2 separate regions of the Sus scrofa genome follow, and region 2 is linked to region 1. A link is a contact called in public HiChIP or PLAC-seq data. All regions are on one chromosome and are shown on one strand. Each heading gives the region's core, a stretch centred on a gene start, on an enhancer-like site or on the middle of the called end of the contact. The rest is flanking DNA. Distances are from core to core; before and after follow the strand shown. Region 1 has its middle 76 kb from the start of MIR181B-1. Region 2 has its middle 160 kb from the start of TRNAE-UUC.

Region 1 (6,925 bases), core at 2,208-4,707:
CATCCCTTCCTTTGGAACCAAGCTTATCTCCTCTGAGCTAAACATCTTTGGAGCTTGTGCCTCTAAAAATGCTGGCCTCAAGATCTTCCCAGAACTGCTCAAGAGCTGGAGTTTGCAAACTCAAATACCTTCAGAGGTTAGGAAAATAATGAGAAGGAATGAAAAAAGTTGATACAATATTAAGGGTGGCAGCTTGAAAAACACGGAAAATGCATACCCCACCTAAAAGCACTCAAATTCAATTATTTTTAAAACATGGCTCTGGCTTGACCAACTTCCCCAGCAGCCTAAGCTTGCACCATCTCTGGGCTATGTTTACCCGTCCGTTTTCCGTCCTAGGGAGCTCTTGCTGCTGGTCTGCTAGGTTGCTTTTCTCTTCATCTGTCTGTTTCTTTACATTTATTCACTGTTAAGTTCCTCCACTGAAGAGGAGGAGGAGATGGAGGAGGGGAGGGAGGAGGGGAGCGTGGAGAGAGAACGTACCCTGTCCTTGTTTCACTCAGGCAAACAATGGCTTCTTTCTCTCTGTTATGATTACGCTTGAGCCATCCCTTGACTCTGCACTGGGCTCAGTTTCTCTGTCCAATAATTTCCAGGACTTGTCATTTCATTTTGACGTTTGCTTAGATCCCTTTCTTTCACTGTGTAGACATCTGCCTCTAAGGGTCGTTATCTCAGGAGATCTCAACCCATCCCCCAAGGCAGGGCTTCCCAGCCAGGTGAGCTGGACTTCCTGGGGTACCTGGACATCAACTCCCGTGCATCTTCCAGGTTCTGGAAGCCACAGAACCTTGAGGCTGGTCACCTGTAAGGAGAGCAGCATCCTGTGAGGACCGTGTCTTTGGTTTGCTGTTTATCGCAGACTTCCATTCACTCTGAGCTCATGAGGGGAACATGCTGGGAGGCGCAGCCGAGCCACGTGGCCACTTATCACTTGGGTCAAGTGTCTGTGGTCGGCAGAGCCTCTTAATAGGATCAATACATCCGTCCTTATGACCTGCATGGACCTCGGCCTCACGATGGCATATCAGTGGCCTCTGATTTATAGATCTCAACAATGCGGAGTGTGTTTTAGAGCCTCTGGCCTCTCCACTCTTTGTGCGGAGGGCTATTTATACAGCTCTCAGTCCTAGCAGACCATGGGATCACCGCGCCTCAGAGACAGAGACTTGTCTTAAAGGTCTCTTTGCTTCTTTCACAAGTGTTCTCCCTTTTTCCGCAGCTTTGTGCCAAGAAGCAAAATGACCTTGCTTTTTTAGACAGATGCCTTCGCTCTTTTTTCAATGCTGCTGTCCCAGGGGAAGGGAATTCTTTTTTTAATCAGCTGTAACTACTGTACGTTTTCCTTGACATGCTGTTTGGGACTGGTACGTGGAAACCCCTGGCTTCACAGCTTGGATTCTGGACCTTTCGCTGCTTGTAATTTTCTGCGCCTTAATTTAGTTGTTGTTTTTTTTTTTAATAATGATTTTTATTTTTTTTCCATTATAGTTGGTTTACAGTGTTCTGACCATTTTCTACTGTACAACACGGTGACCCAGTTACATATACATGTATACATTCTTTTTTTCTCACATGATCATGCTCCATCAAATGTCCATCAACAGATGATTGGATTAGGAAGATGTGGTATATATACACAATGGAATACTACTCAGTCATGAAAAAGAACAAAATAATTTAGGTTTTTATTTGCCCTCCTGACCGTTTCCTGCTTTTCACTCAGGTAGTTGTCCCACTGCTTTTGTCTTGACTACACAGACTAGCTCCTTACCGTTTAAATCTCCAACTTCCTACAGCTTTTGTGTGTGGTTCTTGCTTTATGTTTTAACTGTGCCCTGTCCTATTGGAGGGTTTCCTTTTGGCCTATCTGATCCTTCCTTATAGAACTCTCTCTTCTTTCTTCCTGGTTTCCCAGAAACTCTTAACATCTGCCTTGAACTCCACCCAGGTTCTTCCAAAAATTATTCCTGGAACATTTCCATGGATGTGTACAGAGAAGTTCTGCTCATTCCCGGGTGTGAAATTTCTTTGGAGAAAAGAAATTTGGCATAAAGGTAAAACGTCAAACACTGCTTTCTTTCACTTCCTAGCCCTGGCCCTTCTCAAGGGTTAGGTACCAGGACCAACTTGACTCTGGCCCACACTCTGCTCTCTAAGGAGGAGCTTCGCAGGGCCGAGGGGCATTGACATTGAGGCACCTTGTGGTCTGGATGTCAGTCAAGTGGCATGAAATTCATCATTATGTAAAACATAAAGTTTACACACACACTTTAAAAGAGGGTAAAATAGTTCGGTCTCTTTCAGAAAGCATTGTAATGAAACAAAATACTTTTTTGAAAAATGGAGGCAAAGCATCTTACATATTTCATGGTAGTTTTTAATTGTATTGGCTTTTTTCCTCTTTTTTTTTTTTCTTTTTAATGGCCATACCTGAAGCATATGGAAATTCCCAGGCTAGGGGCTGAATCTGGGCCACTGCTGAGACCTACACTGCAGCTGTGGCAACACCTGATCCTTTAACCTACTGCACCAGGCTGGAGATGGGCTCTCTAGGCTGGGGATCAAACCTGTGCCTCCAAAGTGACCTAAGCTGCTGAAGTCGGTTTCTTTCTTTTTTTTTTCTTTTTTCTTTTCTTTTTTTTTTTTTTTTTTTTGTCTTTTTGTCTTTTTGCTATTTCTTGGGCTGCTCCCATGGCATACAGAGGTTCCCAGGCTAGGGGTTGAATCAGAGATGTAGCCACCAGCCTATGCCAGAGCCACAGCAACGCCAGATCCAAGGCATGTCTGTGATCTATACCACAGCTTAGGCCAAGGCTGGATCCTTAACCCACTGAGCAAGGCCAGGGATTGAACCCAAAACCTCATGGTTCCTAGTCGGATTCGTTAACCACTGAGCCATGACAGGAACTCCCTGAAGTTGGTTTCTTAACTCACTGTGCCACAGGGGGAACTCCTGTGTTTTTCCTCTTATGTATTCACGTCTTTTTTATTTTTTATTTTTTTCTATTTGTGCTACTGCTGTGCACAGCCCTTGATTCCTAGAGAAACTGTTGACTTTACCTCTCACCTTTGGCTAAAAATATAGAGTTGCTTAACTCTTTAGATTTTTCTTTTATCCTCAATAATGCCTTGACTTGCTTTTTGCCCCAAAGAAACCCACAAAGAGAATTGGGGGGGGGGAGCCCATTATTTTCCTCTGCTTTTAGAAACTGAACCAATTAGTGAGGTGCAATCAACTTCTACAATATTCCTCTAACAAACTAAATATACTGCACACAGAATAGGTTTAGACATCTTCCCTCCACCGAGTTTATTTAAGGCTCTTTGGCAGGAACTCGTGCTGGAATAGGCAGCTTCTTGGATGCTTTCAACTTGCAATTTGACACCTAATGGTTTTCCTCTTGGCTGAGAAACTCCATAAACAGAAGTGAGCAAGAGACCATGTGACTCCAGTGCTCTGGGCAGCTCAGATCCCTGGAAAGGAGGGGTTGGGGGCAGGGACAGAGGCTGCTCCTGGCTGCTGTTTTAAGATGCATCCAACAACGAAAACATCCTTTCTCAGAGGCATGAGTCCGTGTCCTCAAGAGCCAGGGCATTTGCTTGGGCCCCAGGAGCTGGGGGAACCTGCTGCTCCATCTTGGGTGAGGTGTCTGCTTTCAAACAGCTCCCTGCCCTTTTGCTGCAAAGGCAGTGTGAGGGAGTAGGAAAAGCCTTCAGAGCTGAAAGTCTGCACTTGGTGTGCCCAACACCCGTTGTACAATTGGGGGCAGGTTCCTTTGCTGTTCTTCCATTCAGGTTTTCATTGCTAAAATGGGGATGATGGTTTAAAATGACTCTCATCAAGCCAATAACCCCAGGCTTGGGCTAAGCATGCTAGGTTGTCTCATTTCCTCCCAAGCAGAAAGCCAAGCCAGCAGCTGAGTTTGAGGGTGGGCCTGTTTGCTGCCCTCTCCAAGCCCCCGGCTTCTCATCTCCAACCTGGAAATCACAAGAGGTCTTACCTCCCAAGGGGTGTTGGGAAGATGACGCAAGAGAATGTGAAAAAAAGTTACGAGAGTGATGGACGCATAATAAGTACTCAGTTGATGATGGCTGTTATTAACAGCCCTCAAAAGGTAGTTATTACCCCTTTAAAGATGTGGAAATTGGAGTTCTCTTGTGATGCAGTGGGTGGAAGATCCGGTTTGTCACTGCTATGGCACAGGTTTGATCCCTGACCCAGGAACTTCCATATGCCACAGGTATGCCACCCCCCGCCAAAAAAAGGTGGAAATTAGTACCAATAACAGTGGCTACTGCGTAGACCTGAGATTCAAGCTTAGGTCCATTGGCTATTAAAACGGGGCTCAAACCACCCCTGATAAAAATTGCTGTTGCCAGCAATTTGGGCCTCACTCTCATCCTCTGTGCCTCCCTCCCTCCCCGCCGCCTGCCTCCACTGGGCCCCCTGATCTCTGAATCATCCCAACACTCAGCTCTATTCTTCTGGTTCCCAGACCAAGGCTGAGTGGAGGGAGGAAGTTCCAAACCAGACTCAGCCTCTCCATCCTTTGAGGCTGGAGACTGAGTCACTCTTCCTGTGCACTGAGGACAAAGCGTTCCAGGGCTAACCACAGAGTCCTGTCTGTTCACTAAGGAAACCCCCGCAGTGGTCTCACAAAGGAGAGGAAAGCCTGGCCCGGCTGGCCACCGCCTCTCACGATGCCCATCCCCCTTGGTCGCCTTGCCACGGTCCCCATCCCGTTCTCCCTCCTGTGCTCCTGTTCCCACACCCAGGATCAGCTTGCTGTCGCCAATAACAAGGGCACTGGGATTGGCACATGGTACACAGCCCCTCTAATATATGTCATGGTCTTCAAGGCAACTCTTAGCGCCTCCAATTTCCATTGAGGAAAAACCAACTCAGAAGGATTACAGAATGCACCTGAGGACACATTAGCATTTATAAAAACAGCCATCTTTTGCATTTATTCTTTTTTTTTTTTTTTTTTTGTCTTTGTGCCTTTTCTAGGGTTGCTGCTGCGACATATGGAGTTCCCAGGCTAGGGGTCGAATCGGAGCTGTAGCCACCGGCCTCTGCCAGAGCCACAGCAACGCAGGATCCGAGCCACATCTGCAACCTACACCACAGCTCATGGCAACGCCAGATCATTAACCCACTGAGCAAGGTCAGGGATCGAACCCGCAACCTCATGGTTCCTAGTTGGATTTGTTTCTGCTGCGCCACGACAGGAACTCCTATTCTTTATGGATGTATTGAAATCACCTAGAATGAGATTTGTCAACCTCAGTGCTATTCTAGCAATATTCTCCTTGGAAGTGGAAAGGGTTTGCCATTACCTTTTCATGGCTGAACACAGAGGGAGCACCCATTGTCAACCCCCATTTTATCACCTCCACTTGAGTGCTGGTGGCTGAACTCAGCTATGCGGCCACACTTAGCGCTGGGGAGGCTGGGGTGTGTGGCTGTTCTTTTGTGTCCATATAAAAATCAGAGACTGTGGAATTCACATCGTGGCTCAAAGGAAACAAATCTGACTAGTATCTCTGAGGATGCGGGTTCCATCTCTGGCCTTGCTCAGTGGGTTAAGGCTCTGATGGTGCCATGAGCTGTGGTGGAGGTTGCAGACGCGGCTCGGATCTCACGTCGCTGTGGCTGTGGCGTAGGCTGGCAGCTGCAGCTCCGATTCGACTCCTAGCCTGGGAACCTTCATATGCCATGGGTGCAGCCCTAAAAAGCAAAAAGCAAAAGAAAAACAAAATAAAAATCAGAGATTGTGATGGTTAATTTTATGTGTCAACTTGACCAGGCTAAATGATACCCAGACAGCTGGTAAAGCATTATTTCTGGGAGTGTGTCTGTAAGGATGTTTCTGCAAAAGATGGGCATGTGATGCAGTGGACCGGGTGAAGAAATAGCCCCTCACCAAGGTGGGTGGCCTCACCCAGGGCCTGGAGAGCCCAGACGGAGCAGAAAGTAAAGGTAGGATGAACCCGCTCTCTCTTCTTGGGCTGGGCTGTCCACCTTTTCCTTCCCTTGGGTACCAAGACCCCTGGTTCTCAGACTCAATCACACCAGCATCTCCCCTGGGTCTCCAGCCTACAGATGCGGTGGGGAGGAGTGTCTTGGCCTCCACCACCTTGTGGAGCAAGTCCCAAAACCCTTCCCTTCTTACCTCTCTCTCTATTTCCTATCAGTTCTGTTTCTCTGAGGAACCCTGCTTCATGCACGGATTCTACTGTTGTAGAAAAACGAAAAGGGAACTTGGAACCCACTAGCACTTTCTGCTCCCAGCACTCTACAGTGTGGTCATCCGTCTCAAGGGCCTCATGACTGCGAGAGCTTGGTGAACCCTAAGGAAAACACACACACGCAAAAAACACACGTATGCAAACGAACCCTAGCTGCAGACTTTTTCCAAAAAAACTCTTACACCCCAAATCCTGAGATGTTACCAACGTATCCAAGTAAGTCAAATGTAGCAATGATCCCATTAAGTCTCCCCAGGAGGACCAAGCTTCCTTGCAGCTGGGAGATGCCGCTGAGGTCAAGGTGAAGGGCTCAAGGACAGCAGAGCAGGGATTCTGAGTGTGGACGGGTTTACCATTCGCTGGGCTGCAAGTCTTTTGCTTTTCACCTATGCCATCTTTTCTAGGTTCAGGCTTGAAGAGCCCCTCACGTCGTGTGTTCTCCTCAGATGGTTGACAAACAAAGGAGGCTGCTGCTGACACAGTTTATTTATTTACTTATGTTTTCATTTATTTCTGTGAAGGATCATTGATTTACAGTATTATGTTAATTTCAAGCACACAGCATAGTGATTCAGATATATATATAAATATATATACACTCTTATACATATAACACCATATTATTCTTTTTCAGATTCTTTACCAAATGGGAGAAAATATTTTCAAATGA
Region 2 (6,925 bases), core at 2,077-4,576, 460 kb after region 1:
GTGTAGGTCACCGATGTGGCTCGGATCCCACATTGCTCTGGCTGTAGCGTAGGGCGGCAGCTGTAGCTCTGATTTGACCCCTAGCCTGGGAGCCTCCACATGCATCAGGTGCAGCCCTAAAAAGCAAAATAAATAAATAAATAAATAAATAAATAAATAAATAAAAAATTATCCCCCCCAGCCTCTGTTCCAAAGCCACTCTTATGTCTTAGGTATTTGTTTTAGCAGCACTTCACTTAAGCTTGGCTCTGTATTTATTTTCCATTAACATATGACAGCAAATTTAATGGCTTGAATTGCACACACATTTATTTTCTCCCAGGGTCCAGGGATCAATAGTCTGGGCAGGACATAACTGGGTCCCTTGCTCAGAGTCTTGGACTGCAATGAAGGTGTCAGCTGGCCTTCATTCTCATCTGGAAACTGTCCTGGAAAAGAACCCACATTAAAGCTCATTCAGGTTGTGGACAAAATCCATTCCCCTGCGGTCATCTGATGAGAGACGGGCTCTAGCAGACTATCCGTTGCAGACCGCTATTAGGTTTTAAGGCTCTCTTCCCCTCCTCAGCTGCCTGCAGGCCCTACAAAGTGAGCTTCCTCAACTTGGCGGTTACACCATCAGCTGAGCGAGAAGCATCTCTCACTGCAGGCAGCTAAGACAGAATCTTCTGTAGCACAGTGTAATCACAGGAGCACCAGCCATCACCACCTTCTGATGCTGATGATTAGAAATAAGTAGCAAGTCCCTTGCACCTGCAAGCCAGGGGGGTTCCGGGGCTGGGACACAGGGGTATTTCAGGGTCTGCTTGCCACCCCATGCCTCTTCTTGATTCCCTTAAGGTCATTGCTTGTACTATGTTATTAGAAAACTGGTACTTTGAGGAGTCCCCACTGTGGTGCTGTGGGTTAAGAATCTGAATGCAGTGGTTTGGGTCACTGAGTAGGCACAAGTCCCATCCCCAGCCCAGCTCAGTAGATTAAAAAGCCTAGCATTGCTGCAGCTGCAGCACAGGTTACAGCTGCTACACAGGCCACAGCTGCAGCATAGGTCGAATATTCAGTCTCTGGCCTGGGAACTTCCATATGCTCCAATATAGCCAAAAATGACAATAACAACAAAAACAGAAGTAGACTCACAGACATAGAGAGCAGACTTGCGGTTGCCAACTGAGATGGGAGAAGGCAGGGATCACTGGATGTAAACTATTAACATTTGGAATGGATAAGCAATGAGGTCCTACTGTACAGCACAGGGAGCTCTATCCAATCTCTTGGGATAGAACGTAATGGAAGATAGTATGAGATAAAGATCATATACAGGAGTCACTTGGCCTTATAGCAGAAATTGGCACAATGTTGTAAATTAATGATACTTTAATTTAAAGACAAAGAATATTATAAAAAAAGAAAACTAGTATTTTGACATAGAAGGTGTCAGAGTCTTCTTGACCTGCTATAACAATTACCATAGGCGGGGTGACTCATAAACAAAAGAAATTTCTCACAATTCTTGGGAGCTTAGGGCACCAGCAGGATTGGGTTCTACTTGCGGATTCACAGCTGTCTGCTTGCTGCGCTCTCACCTGGAGGAGGGGCAAGGCGCCCTCTGGGGTCTCTTTCACGAGGGCGCTAATCTCATTCATAAGGGCTACATCCTCATGACCTAGTCACCTCCCAAAGGCCCCACCTCCGGATGCCATCACATTAGGGCTTAGAATGTCAACGTATGAATTCAAGAGAAACAGCAACACTCAGTCACCTGAAGAAGGCATAAGGAGAGGAGCTGAAATCTCAGCTTCCTTTTCCTTCTTTGCCAAAACTAGAGAGGAAGCTGAAACTATAAGACATAACCTGTTTATTTTCAAAATTTCAGCTGTCTGTGCTGTTCCTGGGACCCATGGCCACAGGAAACTGAGCTGAAACTACCTTCAGTTTTAAGGAGCTAACTAAAGTCCATCACAGTCAATATGAGCTGTGAGTCCTGCCCTTCAGTGTATCGTTAGGACGCTGTGTCTCTCCTCCACAAGGAAGAAGAAGCATCTTTATCAGCTAAGAATTTTGGTTTTGAATGTTCATCATAAAGATTATCTGGATAGAAACAGACTGTTAAAGCTCAGCTAGTGATTACAGATGATCAAATATGTTTGGGGTCCAATCATGTTGCTAAAGCATCGTACCAAAATCAAATGCCCTTTAAAAACCAAGATACTGGATTTCAGGATTTAGGTCATCAGTGATAATGTAGAAGTTAGCTTAATCTTTAATATTTGCTTGAAAAGCTCAAGGCCAGGCCTGTTTTTGCACTGTTCTTTGCCTTTTGAACATAATGCGTTAAGCATCAAGATGATAGCAGAATGACCTTGCAGGACAGACGCCCATCCTTCTGGGTTTACATGGTTAACTTCCTGCTTAGAGCCTGGTAAAGGGCAGGCCCTGGCTGGTCAGGGTGTGTTAGACACACCTCCTGCACTTCCTTCTCCCATGCTTCATTCATCTAACATTTATTGGGCACCTCTGATTCCTGGCACAACACCTTGGTAAAGAGTTTTGCACTTAGAGTAGGTCCCTCATGTGTTTATCTGGGCATCTTTGTGTGGTCATTTTTTAGCAGAAAAGCTTCAGATCACAAAAAAAGGTTCTCTTTAGCATTTTCTCATTTTGAGGTCTGGTTACCAAGTGGCTTTTAGAAGAAAGAAACACAAAGAGCCATCCTAAGTCTTACGTGGAACATTCAAAATCAACATTAAAAGTTCTCAGATATCATTGCTGATTGCTTGACCATATCCAGATAGCTGGCCTAAGTTCAGAACACTTTATGGCCAAGAATTGTTTTTAATTAGTACTATTTATGTCAATATCAGGTTGTGACACATTATCAAATGGTGACAAAAAGTTCTGTTTTTTCCACTGGTTCATGCCCCGTAGTTGTGTCTCTCGAACAAGACCAAATGTCTGTGTAAGCCCAGGCCACTTCTTCTTCCTAGTAGGGCAATGCTGGGCACACAGTAGGCCCAATAATGCATCCACGGATAGAATGAATCCCTAACCTCTGAGTCCCACTTACTTTTTCCGCTCTTAATTATGGGACTAACTCCTAATAGCAAGGGTCTTGGGAACTCCGAAGTAAACAGCATACTGTCCCTTTGACAAGGCAATCACTTTACTGATTCAGCTTGCAGTTGCAGCGCTGCGTACAGTATTAACACTCTCTTACTAGAAAATCATCAGGCAATCATGACGAATAAGGAAGGCATTTCCTGGCAGCTAATGACCAGCATCAGGGAGCTTGCGCTTGACACAAGGCCAGCAGCCCTCAGCCCAGCTGGCGACTACTGAAACCGGACATACCAGGCCTCCCTCAAGGTTACCGTGTATTTGTTTATAAACTGTGAGTATAGTAACAAGGAATGGAAAATGAAGTCATGTTTACGTGCTGCTAAGTTGAAAGTATCTACATCTTCTGACACGTAGCTGTTGTAGTCATACGGCCCAGACTGGTCTCCCTAGGTCTGGGACATGATGTGTATTCAGCTTTTAGGACTTTGAACATGAAATGAAGTCGGCTTTTCAAAGTGGATAGGTAGGATAAAGGTAAGAACAACAGCAGTCGAACTCGAATTTGCTGAGCATTTACGAGGTGTCAAGGGCTGTGCTAAGCCCTTGGCATTGACTGATAGAATCCTCGGGGTGACTGTACAACATAGGGAAGGTTAGTGCACAGGAAGGGACTGGGGCACAGAGAGGAGAAAGGAGCTGCCCCTGGTCCATGGGTAGACAGCAGCAGAGCTTGGGTTTAAGGCAGCAGAGTCCCACTTGCAATTTGCAGAGGCTCACTGCTATGTTGCATTATCACATTTCCACCAATGGCAAAACAAAACAAAACAAAAACCCCTAAACCACTATCAACAAATTATGAAAAAAAAAAAAAAAGAAACATCGTGCCGGCAGTATCCCATGTTGCTTATACATAAGATGACCTCGGCTTTTTCCATAGGACAGTATTTGGAAGTTATGCTATCTCAGCTCACTTAGATAACGCCCAACAAATGAGACAAAATAAACACTCGTCTAAAAACTGAAAAAGCCAAGTGTCAATGAGGCTCTTTTCACAATCTAGGGAAATTCTGCAAGTCCTTTTCGTTTCACCATTATGATTTTTCCAGAAACTGACAATTAAAATTTATAAGTAGGAGTCAAGAGGGACACGTCTCGGGGGAGCTGAAATTTCCTTTCTAGAAAGATCTCTCTTCCTGTCTGAAAACTTTCCTTATGCTTCTTCCAGCAACCCTGTTCCACGAATTGGCAATTCACTTAAGCTAACGAATTTCCATTATTGAGAAACGCGAGGGCCCCTGGAGAAGCAAGATGGCCTTCTCATTACTTACTCATGTTACTTATTCACATGAACATTCAAGTTATTCAATGAGGTTTCCCTTAAAATCCAGCCCCTAATGTCTAGCCCCGCCGGGGTGTGGGGGGGAAGGGAACTGAGTTTGTAAATGATGATTGGAGTGGGAGCAGAAGCTGAGTTTTAGGGGAACAGGAGAATTGGAGTTGTCCCAGCTGTTGTGAGGACAGCAACCACAGAGGAGCCTCAAGCAGAGTGGGGAGGTCGATGGGACCAAGAGAGGGAGGTTGGAGGGAAGATGGTATCATAGCGGCTGTGATGTGACCTCCAGATACACTTAAGAGCAAGAGCCTCTAGCCCTTCCCAACTCTGAGCACGGGAAGCAGGTGACAGCATTGCCACCGTGCTAGAAGGTCTCCTCCGACTCAGCCTGGCATGGCTGGAGCAGAGCTGAGGCCAGGCCCCTCTGCTGTGCCCTCTGCCACCTGCCACCTGTTCCAGCCCATCAGGTGTTCTCAGTGGAGCTGCTTTCAAGGTCTAAAACCATTGCCAGTTGAGCTCAGTACGTGAGGAACTGTCTGGCCCTTTGTCTGTGTCTGGGGCTCATTTTATTGCATTAAAAAAATTTAAAGCAGTTTTACCTTGACTCAGAGCAGTCTGCAACGATGGCACAGGGACTTTTTTTTTTTAACCTAAGTGAGGCTTGAGGTTTATTTGGATCTTTGTGTTTTCCCATGCATGTGAGCACAAAGAAGAACCTGTCCCCTGATGCTAATAAATGTTTTAGCTGTAGGGCTGCCCTTCATGGATTCGTCTCCTTTCCTCTGCCACCACGAACCTAATGGAGGAAGGTCCTCCATGTACCACTGTCCCACAGACAGGCTTGATTTAAAGACAAACATTAGGACTTCCCACTGTGGATTAGCAGGTTAATAACCCAACATAGTGTCCGTGAGGGTGCAGATTTGATGCCTGGCCTCGCTCAGGGGATTGAGGACCCGGCATTGCCAAAAGCTTGGTGTAGGTCACAGACGCAGTATCTGTTGTTGCTCTGGCTGTCGTGTAGGCTCCAGCTACAGCTCCGATTGGACCCTTAGCCCAGGAACTTCCATATGCCGTGAGTGCAGCTATAAAAATGAAAAATAAAATAAAAATCAACCAACATTAGAGATGAATTATAGTGACCGCAGCAGCTGTGGGAGAACAGAGCGGCGTTGAGCTACAGGCCACTTCTCAGTGGCACGATTGTAAACGCCATGATTTTCTTTAAAGGAAAATCATGTACCACATGGGAGTGGGTTATCAGATCAACCCAAACCCACTCTCATTTTATTTTATTTTTTTACATGACAGGAAAACATTTCTTATAATACGTTAGTTGCTTAAATACCCTACAAAGCCATCACAAATTAGGAAGAAATGACTTTCCACTCCCCGCCCCCCCCACCAAAGATTGTCTCTCATGGCCTGTCATAAACTATCACTTGAAATCAGTTTTAACTATCAAGTTAAAAGGCTAGCACCAACTTCAATGGTATTTCAGAAAGTGGAAGTAAATCTAAAATTCATCGGTTTTGGGGGTGGTCATTGTTATGGGCTGAGTTGTGTCCCTTCCAAAAAAGACGTGTTGAAGTCTTAGCCCCCAAAGACCTCAGAAGGTGGCTGTATTTAGAAATAAGGCATTTAAGGTAAAATAGGTCATATGAGTGGGTCCTGATCCAGTAGGACTGGTGACCTTATACAAGAGCATGCTGAGGCGCAGCCGCACTGGACGGAGACTGTGTCAGACCCCAGTAGAGGATGGCCAGGGAGCGACGCCTCTGAGGAAACCAGCCCTGCAGGCAGGTTGACCTTGGTGTTCCAGCCTCCAGAACAGGAGAACACACTTTGCCATAGTTGAAGGGACCCAGTCCGTGGTGCTTTCTTGCGAAAGCGCCGACAAGCTAATGCAGTCATTGAATCTAAATGATGTAACTTTCCTCTTGGCAGATGTCTGCTCTGGATTTATCAGAATGTCCTGGGAAAACAAAAACAAAACCCTGGATTGAGAATCAAACAATGTCTGCTTTATGCCTAGTTTTCTCGTGGATTTCTTTGGTCAACGAAATCACCTCTTCCCTGAGCCGAAATCACCTCTTCTTCCAAATCAAAGTCTTGACCACAATTGACGCCCTTTCTCGCTTCCACCAATAACTCGACTTTCATTAAGATTTTATGTCATGGTCTTATGTAAGATTTCACTTGGAAAAGATGACTTAAATTGCTTAAGACACTTTCGCAAGCCCCCGAACTAAAGGCTCCTTCAGACCACAGCCAAATTGTACCGTTCATTGTGCCAGCCATCTGCTCTGATTTCATTGTCATGGGATGATGGTTAATAATTTATTCTGAAACATAGAAAATGTGCTTCGGGAGTCTGTGATAGGGCTGGTAGAAAGTTATTACTTCAGGGACTCGAGTCCCTTATATCCACTTAGGACGTTACTTCTGAGTCAGTCAATATGTATTTTATAATTAGCAAATAGTTCAAAGATTCTTCAATATCCGAAAATCCATCAGTGTGATACACCACATTAA

The links. HiChIP or PLAC-seq counts read pairs in DNA pulled down with a chosen protein or histone mark.
Region 2: a contact with region 1 is called in an H3K27ac HiChIP or PLAC-seq map of skeletal muscle, with 7 times the contacts expected there. The contact joins two enhancer-like sites. A contact is called at or near these places in 2 of 47 Hi-C or Micro-C datasets (embryonic fibroblasts and fetal skeletal muscle) and 1 of 2 datasets of contacts at active chromatin or transcription factors (skeletal muscle).

Annotation. Positions count from the first base shown.
Region 1 is chr10:21,617,199-21,624,123 of Sscrofa11.1, forward strand. No RefSeq gene overlaps it. Among named protein-coding and RNA genes, the nearest start is that of MIR181B-1, 76 kb to the right of the region's middle. Within about 2 kb of position 3,458, at least 21 of the 83 cell types and tissues checked have an H3K27ac peak or open chromatin away from gene starts, as enhancers often do. A contact at or near this core is called in embryonic fibroblasts and skeletal muscle, where this site is marked.
Region 2 is chr10:22,077,620-22,084,544 of Sscrofa11.1, forward strand. No RefSeq gene overlaps it. Among named protein-coding and RNA genes, the nearest start is that of TRNAE-UUC, 160 kb to the left of the region's middle. Within about 2 kb of position 3,327, at least 40 of the 83 cell types and tissues checked have an H3K27ac peak or open chromatin away from gene starts, as enhancers often do. A contact at or near this core is called in embryonic fibroblasts and skeletal muscle, where this site is marked.